Regions from separate parts of the Sus scrofa genome. Here regions 2, 3 and 4 are each linked to region 1. The links are chromatin contacts, called in public Hi-C and HiChIP or PLAC-seq maps. All regions are on one chromosome and are shown on one strand. Each heading gives the region's core, a stretch centred on a gene start, on an enhancer-like site or on the middle of the called end of the contact. The rest is flanking DNA. Distances are from core to core; before and after follow the strand shown. Region 1 has its middle 250 kb from the start of TRNAE-UUC. Region 2 has its middle 210 kb from the start of KLF4. Region 3 has its middle 280 kb from the start of KLF4. Region 4 has its middle 310 kb from the start of KLF4.

The links. A called contact is a pair of places that touch in the nucleus more often than the background predicts. HiChIP or PLAC-seq counts read pairs in DNA pulled down with a chosen protein or histone mark.
Region 2: an H3K27ac HiChIP or PLAC-seq map of skeletal muscle shows a contact between it and region 1, with 4 times the contacts expected there. The contact joins two enhancer-like sites. A contact is called at or near these places in 1 of 47 Hi-C or Micro-C datasets (embryonic fibroblasts) and 1 of 2 datasets of contacts at active chromatin or transcription factors (skeletal muscle).
Region 3: a contact with region 1 is called in a Hi-C map of epiblast stem cells, with 2.2 times the contacts expected there. The contact joins two enhancer-like sites. A contact is called at or near these places in 1 of 47 Hi-C or Micro-C datasets (epiblast stem cells) and 2 of 2 datasets of contacts at active chromatin or transcription factors (alveolar macrophages and skeletal muscle).
Region 4: an H3K27ac HiChIP or PLAC-seq map of skeletal muscle shows a contact between it and region 1, with 5 times the contacts expected there. The contact joins two enhancer-like sites. A contact is called at or near these places in 1 of 47 Hi-C or Micro-C datasets (embryonic fibroblasts) and 2 of 2 datasets of contacts at active chromatin or transcription factors (alveolar macrophages and skeletal muscle).

The regions. Positions count from the first base shown.
Region 1 is chr1:249,290,400-249,292,989 of Sscrofa11.1, reverse strand. No RefSeq gene overlaps it. Among named protein-coding and RNA genes, the nearest start is that of TRNAE-UUC, 250 kb to the left of the region's middle. Within about 2 kb of position 1,314, at least 29 of the 83 cell types and tissues checked have an H3K27ac peak or open chromatin away from gene starts, as enhancers often do. A contact at or near this core is called in epiblast stem cells and skeletal muscle, where this site is marked.
Region 2 is chr1:248,821,318-248,823,907 of Sscrofa11.1, reverse strand. No RefSeq gene overlaps it. Among named protein-coding and RNA genes, the nearest start is that of KLF4, 210 kb to the right of the region's middle. Within about 2 kb of position 1,282, at least 35 of the 83 cell types and tissues checked have an H3K27ac peak or open chromatin away from gene starts, as enhancers often do. A contact at or near this core is called in skeletal muscle, where this site is marked.
Region 3 is chr1:248,891,453-248,894,042 of Sscrofa11.1, reverse strand. No RefSeq gene overlaps it. Among named protein-coding and RNA genes, the nearest start is that of KLF4, 280 kb to the right of the region's middle. Within about 2 kb of position 1,317, at least 5 of the 83 cell types and tissues checked have an H3K27ac peak or open chromatin away from gene starts, as enhancers often do. A contact at or near this core is called in epiblast stem cells, where this site is marked.
Region 4 is chr1:248,914,717-248,917,306 of Sscrofa11.1, reverse strand. No RefSeq gene overlaps it. Among named protein-coding and RNA genes, the nearest start is that of KLF4, 310 kb to the right of the region's middle. Within about 2 kb of position 1,311, at least 11 of the 83 cell types and tissues checked have an H3K27ac peak or open chromatin away from gene starts, as enhancers often do. A contact at or near this core is called in skeletal muscle, where this site is marked.

The DNA.
Region 1 (2,590 bases), core at 65-2,564:
GTGAGAATTACTTGTGGAAAAACGCTGCTCATCCAATGCCAAGTTCTGCTCACGCACTTATAAGGATGTCAGTACCGTGGCCCAAGCTGGAGCCAGCTGCAAAAGCCATCTGGATTTAAAAGTCCTGAGACTCAACCCTCACGGCTGTCAGGGAAACTGAGGCCCAGGGAGGGACAGGGATAAGCTTCCATTCAGACCCCAAAGGACTGGCTCATTCAGGACTGGAATTTAGCCCTGTCACCAGACTGTCATTCTAGATAGTTAATACTAGAATTTAAGAACAGAAATTCGAGAGAATTTCCAAGTTTGCAGAAAAGCCATTGATTGTACCAGCTTCTGTGTTTGTGCCCGTGTCAGTAATAGCAGCATCTACAATGCGGTTCAATGGACATTTTTTTTTTTTTCTCCCTCAACCTGGTCATTTCGTATCTGACTCAGGGAGTGCCCTGTGGAAGTTTATGTGGCCACAGTGTCAATCAGATCCAAGAGAAGTGTTCTCAGTCAGCAAAGGTGGTCACTGTAGATAGAAGAACTAAAATCCTGATCCATGTTCCTTAGATCTAGTGAGAGTGACTGCTTGTAGCTTGTGTATGGAGGTCTGTGGTTTGTAGATCTGTGGCTAAAGGTTTCTGCCTACCCTCTGTGAATCACTAAATTCCAAAAGAGATTGAATATGATTGGTCAGAGCAGTGGTTGCTGGTAAACCAGCTCTCTAGAGGATGGAAGGGAAGCCTGATCTGTTGTATTTGCCAATATCTGTGGCGTAAATACTGTCATCATGGCTGATTTCAAGCTGTCAATGGTTTAAAAAACGACCTCACAGAATTCCTGAAAATTTAACGATCGGTTCTCATGGGCCTGTTCCGGCTGTCTCCCGCAAGCCTCTACAGCTCTCCCAAACAAGTGGATTGGGGGGGCGGGGCTGGGGAGAATAGTGGTGGATCCTGTTTAGTTCTCTGAGGTCAGACCTCACCTAAGAGGGTGTGTCTAGTTTCAAATCCTAGATTATAAGAGGAGCATTGACAAATTGAAAGTCGTTCAGAGGGTTGAGCAAGAAACAATCTCATCTAGAAAAAGCTGTTGGGAGGGAAAACTATTGCTGGGATGAGAATCGAAAAGAAGAAAAACAGTATTCTGGTCATTGTTTCCAGATCTCTGTGAGGCTGTGACTTCTTGTCCTGGGGATGAGGAGAGCTGTTCATAATTGGGAAGCTGATTTGAGCTCATCATAAAAACTTTTGGATAAAGCTGCTCAAAGAAAGGCAGGGTTACTGGAGCTTCAGCACCCGAAGTATGAAAGATGTGGGGCAACCACTAGGTGGGGCTGTAGCAGTGAGGACTCCAGCGCCCCTTCTAGTCCCTGGGAGCCCATCATGCCATGGAGTTGTCTTCCTTCTCCCATTTATTTAGTTTCATCCTCTTACTTTTTGTTCCATTTTTCTTTTTCTTTTCCCTTGGCTCACTTTCTTTGTTGTCTTTGGCTTACTTCCTTGATAAAGCTCCCTTGGACAGTGACCCCTACATCTTTCTGAAGAGAGAAGGCTAAGCCCCTGAGCTTTTTCCCGACCTTTTACATCCTAGGAAGAAAGTACAAGCCCTCCTTTCCCCTCATTTTTCTTTGCTTTCTTTTCTTTCTTTCAACATTCTCTGCTCCACATTTGTGATTGAAGAAGGGCAAATAAACAAATTGAAACTGAAACTGTGTGCTGGCCATAAAGTGAGGACATCTGGGAGGCTTGCAAGGAAATTTACATGCTTGTCGGGTTTCTGGTTACATATTTTGTGTTGCCTAGTAACGAACCCCACAGTTTCCTTTCATGCTTTATTCTCCCTATCCCTTGTTTATAGTGTAATTACCACTGTGACATCATAATCCCCCATTGAACAGCTGTCAGGGGGGCCCAACTGCTGAGTAAACAGGGCTTTACAATCTCTCCTCCCACAGGCTGGTTTACTAAATAGATCAATATTTGGTTTGTAGGCACAGGGATTAGGAGGTGGAAGTGTCTTTTGAAAAAGCCCTCTCTCTTCCCAGGACCTCCAGCGCACCTGAGAATGCTGGAAAGAAAAGCCAGGTTCATGGATAATAAAAGAATCACGGAGCTACTTTCACCTGCCTGTGATTTCCCAAGGAGCAACTTGTCTGTAAGAAGTGAGACCTCTTTGAGAATTAGTAATACCTTAGGTTCTTTCTTCTAAAGCTTAGACAATTCTACTTTCTTCCTCCCTCTCTCTGCCTCCCCCTTAGCTCTCCTTTCTCTGTCCTCAATCACATTTGAATTAATCTTTCTAAATGGATGTTATAGCCTCAGGGACTAAAAGAATGACATGTAGATAAACAGGAACTAAGCTCCTGAAGATCTCTCTCTAACCAACCCCCCCACCACCACCGTTCTCTCCACCCTGCTCCAGGATTAGAAGCTCCACAAAGAAAGCAGCCTCTGAGGTTTCTTTGTCAAACTAGAGATTCCTGGTTGAGAGTTTTGGAAAGAATGATTTAGATGTTTCCTCTCTGGGTCAGGAAATTGTGACTCAAACACACATAGGAGAAAGAACTTGGGAGTACTGGCCTCAGCATCAGGAGCTGTGA
Region 2 (2,590 bases), core at 33-2,532, 470 kb after region 1:
TCTTACAAAAGCGCAGCTGGAAAATGCAGGGACCTCTGCAACAATAACTTGTTATTTTTCTGAAAGGATGGGTGGGATCTGAGAAATCAAAGCAGGAGATGGACAAATCAGAGGCCTCGCCGAGTCATTTTCAGGACACGGAGCAACAAAACGCCAAAGCTAAAATTTCCAGTCAAGGCATTCTTGTTCTTTGTAGGAACTATTTACCACTTGATACAGTGTCATGTCTTCATTTGTGGGAAATGCACTAGAAGGAAAGTTCTGTGAGGACAGGGACCTTTTTGTTCTGTGCACTACTAAAGCCCACGTTCCTGGTTTTCCTGGTGCCTCATAGGCACGTCTGAAAATGAGGGAAGAAGGGAGGGAGGGAGGGGTTCCAGGGAGGGAAGGCCCTGGTTGGCCTCCTTTTCATGCCACGTGGTGTCTCTCCTGCAGACCGACCCCAGCCTGGTGGCCCATGCCTTCCAAGAGAAATGACTTTTGCTACCACTTCTTAAACTGCCATGGAACCAGTGCGGGCACCACATCGGGCCATGTGGACACGTGACTACCTTCATCTCACCAGCTCTGAGGTCTCTATCTGCTTTGACTCGGCCTCGACACGCATGATGTTCAGGGCTGTATCCCTCTTGGTTGCTGGGGGCTGTCCTCTACATGGGAGCGTGGTCACCGTGCCTGGCTTCTCCCCACCAGATGCCAGGGGTGCCCCTGCCCCCTGTGACTGCCAAAACATGTCTCCAGACATTGCCGTGTCCCCAGGGGGTGAGATCCTCTGTGTTCATCCTCTGAAGGCGGAAAGCGAGGCCCAGTGAAGCTGAGTGATGCTGAATGCTCTATCAGAGGCTGGCATGCACCCTGGGTCTGTCCTGCTTGGGAGCCAGCATCCTCCCCACCTCCCTGGCAGGGCAGGGCTGGCTCGCAGGGAGCAGTCACTGTGGAGACCCAGAGCCTCTGCCCAGGCCCTGCTGGTGTCCTGGCGACGGCAGAGCCAAGCCTCTGACGTGTGGGCAGAGCCTTCCCAAGCAGCCTGAAAAACACTTACTCACACTCTGGCCATGCCTGGGAAGCATCACCCGTGATAAATCATATCTCTTAATTATCTGCGATTTCTGGGGCCAGCCAAGATTTCCTTTTCGTGACAAATATTTTCTCTGAGATTCCTTCCCTCCACCCACCCCCCTCTCCCCCCAAAAGGAAAAGCAAAGCTTAAGGGGAGCCCAGGGCTGCTCTCCTCAGCAGGAGCCCAGACAGCTCCGGTCAGCTGGCCAGACCCGCCCAGCCCTGCTACAACTGGGTTCTTGCCTGGGCCTGTCTCTTCCCTCCGTGCTTTGAGTAGTGAAATCCTCAGGTTTCTGTTTTGTTTCTGTTTTTTGTTTTCTGAGAAGGATTTCTGAACATTCACTTACTCAGCTGAGCCCTGCTTGAAGTCATTGTCAGAGAGACAGGAAGATGGAAAGGGAAGGAAATGGGGTTGGGGGTGAAAAGGGCAAGGTTCAAGGTGCCTTGAACCTGCTGCAGAAAAAGTTACTTCACCCCTCTAGGGCCCCTGTGAACTGTAAGGACAGTGTCCAGGCTTCTCAGCCTTCCCAACTTCTAGCTCTTCACCCTCTGAGGCTTTATCTCCCCCTATTTCTCCCTATACCCCAGTCAAGTTGAACCCATTCACTACCTTTTAAATAAGATTTCACATGTTACTGTCTTTATAATGAATGCTTTTCTCGCTTCTCTTCTCAGAAAACTTCTATTCATCCTTTGAAACCCAATGTAAATATCCCCTCCTTTTCTAACCTCCTGCCCCATCCCTAGACCAAGTTCATCTCTCCCTCTTTGGGATCCCTCAGCAGCTTATACAGAAATCATTTTAACCCATTTTACCCTACTAGAGATATTTGTATAATAGGATTCCAGGGGAAAAGCTGAGTCAGAGACCAGAACAACCAAAGATTCTCAACAAAGACGTGAAAGATGTTCATTATTTTCCTCTAGGGTCGTCCTGTCTGACCCAGCATGGTTTTCCTTGGTTCAGTAACACATATGACTTCCATGGGTGCATCTTCTCGATAAAAAAAAACTTGCAGAGATGCTTTCTAGCACTCAGAGACCCTCACCTGTCACCTATTTTGTTCTAGATTCTGACGCGATGACACAGGCAACCGCTTTCTATGACAACAATGTGAGTTCTGGTTACCGTTGGTGCCATTGTTCTGGAGCCAGGTTCATTGAAGGCATTGATCCCAGTCTGTGCCTTCCTCTTGGCATATAAAGGTAGAGGGCAGGGGAGTGGAGTGCCTAGTCCAAGGTGGCACGGACAGCAGAGAGCTGGTGTTCACCCCAGCCAGTGAGCCTCCAGCCATGTATCCTCACCTTCCCCTCAGGCCACCCACAACCTGGCTGAGACACAGGCTGCTGCTCTTCTGGGTTGTTTTTTATTTTTTGTTTTTTGGTTTTTTGTTTTGTTTTGTTTTGTTTTTTTGTCTTTTCAGGGCCGCACATGTGGCATATAGAGGTTCCCAGGCTGGGAGTCGCATTGGAGCTACAGCTCCTGGCCTACACCAGAGCCACAGCAACACAGGATCTCAGCCGCGTCTGT
Region 3 (2,590 bases), core at 68-2,567, 400 kb after region 1:
CGTCCAAAGGTCATCAGATAAGCCCCCCCACCCCCCACCCCCCCCCTGCCCTGGCCATTGTTCCCAGTGAGCTTGTCTCCCTTGGGTGCCCCAGCTCAAGCCCTGGGCTGCAATACTGCTTCTTTACTGGTCTTTCGGCCTCTGACTCTTCTCCCATCCCATCCCCTCCATTCTACAACCCACAGATCTTATCAAGCCTCCTATTTATAACCTCTGGATTGGGGTGCATGTACCCCATGGGTGGTCAGGCTGATGCCCTGAGTACAAAAAGACACATGTTGGCACTTTATTTACACGTATTTTATATCTCATTCATTTTCATTTCTGTGCATGTGTATATTTTACATGTTGAGCTAAATACCATTTACTGAGCCCTTCCTAGGTGCCAAATCTCCTGGCATTTATTCTCTTAACTCACATAATCAACATTGCAACTGTAAGTTATCACTTCCATTTTAAAGATGGCAAAACTGAGGCACAGCTATATTAAGTAACTTACCTGAGGTCACACAGCCCGTAAGTGGCTGAACTTGTACTCCCTTCAAATTATCTTGGTATCATAATTCCTGTATATAATATAGAAGTCAGTAAATGTGGACAAATTAGGAATGAACGCTTAAAATAGAGTTGTACAATTTTACAAGTCTGGACTAAATCTCTACTCTTGATCTTGGCCTCACCAAGCTGTTAGGACCTGACTGCTCCCTCCCTCAGCCCTCCTCTTTCTAGGCACTTCCCTCCCATTCCAGAAACACAAGTCTCCCAGGCCTCCGTGGAACTGTTATCTTGGTCCGGAATGCCCTTCCCTCAGGGCCTGTCAGCACAGGTGAGATTTGAACTGGGGAAAGTGTGTGCTTTTATGGGAAACTCTGTATTGTCTAAAGGACACCTTCCAGGTTATCTGAGAGATTCCAGGGGAGCTATTTTACAGCTCTGGAAGTCATAGAGAGCTGATAGGAATGCAAACGACTTCTTGTTTATAGACATGTAAATTCCATCCTGTCCCCAGGGATTCAGGCGACTTCTCCCTGGACCATGAAAAGAGCTGGTTTTGCCTCTATTTGCACATTCATTTCAATATCCCTCCTGTATACATTTGCCAGTTCTTTGGATTCTCCTTTGAACCGCTTATAGCATCTGCCGGGGTCCCTCATGATGAAAGCTTCGGCCCATGTCCGCTTACTGCCTTCATAAGGGTCATGATGCTGATGAAAGTTATCATTTTGTAAAAGTGAAGTCTGACCCGCAGCCCATGCTTTTTGCCCTCATCACATTCATTCACTGAAAACCTGCCTAGTGCTAGACCCTGTGCTGGGTGCTTGGGGTCAAGGGCAGGTCAAACACAGTCCCTACCACCTCCTGACTCCAAGGCAGGCTAGAGGGAGAGGCATAAGGACACAGACAGAAAACGTGTGCTCAAAGTGAGGAGTCCAGAACCCCAATTAGGACACAGAGAAAGTTTCCTGAGACTCAAGGTAAAACTTAATATAATGAGTTATCCCATTATGACAAATACTAAAATTCTATCCTCCCAGATTGGACAAAATGTAATTATATGTTGAATATTACTTGAATTAAGTGAAGTAAACCTTGGCAACATCTGGTTTCTCATGAGATAGGTTAGTAATGATATTTGGCCTGCACCAAACTTGAAATAATAAGATGCTTGAAATAATACTGTATCCTTTTCCAAAGAACATAGTTTAATATTTCCAAATCCCAGGACAAAACCGATTAGTTTGATTTATTCAAACAATAGTCAATCATCGAGCAGCCATCCCCATGGAAAGGAAAATACACACCTATGCAACAACGGGACCATAAAGCTTTCCCGACACAAGACAAAAGGAATGGGAACATGTGTGAACTTGAAATTAAACCTAAGACATGCATGTAACTGAACTGTGGGTTGGTTGCCCATATGCAAGTTTTTCTCTCCACAAGTCAACTGATTTCACTCATTTTTGTGTTCCAAGGCCTTGCCCAGTTAATTTATTATTCATTCATCCATCCATCATTCATTCCTTCTAAAATCTGCACTGAATGCCTGCTTGGACCTATGGGAGATTGAGGGGGTACATGATGAAAAAAGACTCAGCTCCTGTCCTCAAAAAAAGGCTTAAGGTCTGTGGATAGGGATGTGAGCAGAGCCCACATGCAAATACCCATAGTGCAGTTTAATCTATGTTATAATATAGGTTATATTCAAGTACTATGAGAATGAAGCAGACAAAGGAGACAGTGAGGTGTTTTGAGGAGGCAGAGAAATTTCTGCCAAAGGAGAAACACGAGCTAGGCTAGGCTAGAAAAATCTGAACTGACAGCTCACGCCCACTTTCAGGAGTACGTGTGTCAAGAGTGTTGTTCAAATATAATTTTCACAAAGCTAAAAATACAACTTTCTTACAAATATAAAACAAGAGTGTCAAACATTTTCTTTCAACTCTTTCATCAATAAAATGTTAAAAACCAGTTCAAATGAGAATCTCAGACAGTTGTTCTTTGTGGACAACTTAATTTTTAAAAATTAAGAATAAGATTCCAGATTAGATACAAAACGGGTTAATAAATAGTACCTTTTGGATTATTG
Region 4 (2,590 bases), core at 62-2,561, 380 kb after region 1:
TGAGACTCAGAGGAAGGGCAAGGACATTGTTCCCCAGAATTGGGGACAGGGAAGGAGGCTGACCTTTCAGAACTGAAACACTGAATCAGGGAATATCTATCGGCTGAACTGAAAAGTTGAGCCACCACCGAAAAGTTGAAGTTCCTTGGGTGTCGTCAGTCATGCTCTGGCTCCGGGTAGGCTCCTTCCTTGAGCCTGGGGTACAGCTAAGCCTCTCGCTGGGAGTCACAAGGCTCTAGCTGTTAGGAGAGAAGGACGGTGGTGTTCAGGAGCCTGACAGCAACCGGCTGGGTCTCTCTTCAGGACAAGTCACCCAGTATTTCCTGCAGGCCCTTCGAGCTTTCTGGCTTCCCTGGTTCTCTGCCTGTCTGTGAGCAGGGCTTCCTGCCTTCCCTCCCATCATCCTTCCATCCTCTCTCCCTCTTTCGCCTTCACCACCTTGATCATGCAATGGCTGGTTACACAAAAGCCGCAAATTCCGAGCTATATGTAGCATAGAGTGGCTGCTTGTCCCAAAATACCACGTCGCTGACTACAGCAAACACAAATTACAAGCTTTATCTAATCACAGTTATGGGACCGGTCATTTTTGGTTTCCAAAAATGACTGCGAGCGGCGCGCTTCTGCAGCTGGTGGTGGCACCGGCAGGGGTTTCAGATCTCAAGTGCACACAGATGCACTGGGAGACGGGCATCCCAAGTGACCAGCTCATAAAGGGAAATAGGAGAGGGAGAAGGAAGCACAACTCACCAGATAAACCCTGCTGCTGGCAATCTCAGAAACACACTATTTAAAATCATCAAGTTGCATCACCATGGCACCAAAGGTTATCAGCACTCACCTCCCTGGCACACGATTTCCTGACATAAAATGTGACACCAGAGTCGCTCTTGACTGGCCGCACTAGGGACCAGAGGAAGTGAAGCTTGCTCAGAAATCACTGATTTCGTTTGGGGCTTGAATTTGTTTCTTTTCTTTACTAATCTTTTCACCAAGAGTAGATGGCCGTGGTATCGAGAAGACTGCTAGACTTGAGGTTTGGAACCTGGGTTGGCTGCTGACCATGACCTTGAGCATGTCAGCCCACTTCTCTGAGTGACCTTCTGCATCAAGTGAGGCTGATAACTCCACCCAGCAACCCGGCTGCCAGGAGGGAGGGTAAGATGAGGGTGCATGTAGAAGTGCCAGCCACATATTTAGCACAAATCAGCCTGGATGAAAGGGATTTGGCCCCTGGCTGGGAGCTGGATGCTCCTTGTGCATCATTTCATCGTCAGCATTTTGACTGCTTCTCACTCCCACACGTGTGGGCGGGCAACAGGCAGGAGAGGGCCCAGCTTCTCCCCTCCGCACCGTGATGAATTCGGCCTGTGACTCAAAGTGTCAAACACTATCACTCAAATTCAGCCAGTGTTCCACTGAGATTCCAGGGCACTCGCGTGCCCTCAGAAGGCACTCTCTGTGAGCTTTAAATAGCCCAGAGATGTGCTGAGCCACTCTCTCTCTCTTAAAGCATAAAAGCACTGAGGAAAATACAGCCCTACAGATATCTGCATTCCTCCACACGAGGCCACCATTTCCAGAGGATGTGTGCTCTTAAAATGAGCCCCTTTGGTGGCAGCAGCTGAGAGCTGACTTTCTAGGGCCAGCAGAGGGAAGAAGAAGGATGGACAATTCCCCCCAGGGCTGAAAGTAGTAACAGTGAAACAATGAACCTCCGAACTCAAACTGACTTTCACTTCCCTAAACTATAAATAAATCAGCTTTTTTTCCCCCCTTGACTTCAATTCCACATTAGTCCTTCTCATGAATGGATCCTTTAAGAAAAACAACTGGAATCTGAGCATCAAATTCCAGCTGGGCAATGCTGGAAAATCCAGCACCCCCCTCCCCACTCTGCAAAGAGAGAGTGTCGGATGAACCTTCAAGGCTCCTTTAAGCTCTACTGTTCTATTCAGCGGGGGCCAGTTCATCTTGGGAAGTGGGTTGCAATAGGATCTTACACAAAGGAACACAGTTATTTTGACCATTCCTGTTGCAAGCTAACTAATTCCCCCTCTTCCCTATAGAGGAGTAATCCAGTTTACTAGAGATCATTTCTCAGCCTCTACTGCACTGGAAAAGGGATCAAGCTGAGTCAATTGAAGCCCCAGCCACAGTGCTGAAGGTCATTGATTTCTGACTTTAAAGCAGAAACCCTGGAAGAGATCATACTAACAATAAAAACCAGAATTTGCAGGATCTCTACCATGCATTGCCCATTGTACTTGAGTATTTCATACCCCTTATTTCCTTTCACCCTCAGAGCATTCCTGTGATGTGGGTGTTTTTCTTACCATTTTATCAACAATGAAACTGAGATAGATAAAGTCGATGTTTATCTCTAAATCTCAGAAAACTTACCCAAAGTATTTCTCCCTGTCTTCTGACCACTAGGAAGCTCAAGGTTAAATTGGGTCAAATACAAGTGCACATGGGGGTTTTTAGTTGTCATTTCCAAGTCTATTTTTTCTAACCTCTGTTTTCTTGTTTTCTCCCCGCCCTCCTTATAACTTATTTCTACATTTTTCCTATAGTATAAAGCAACCTT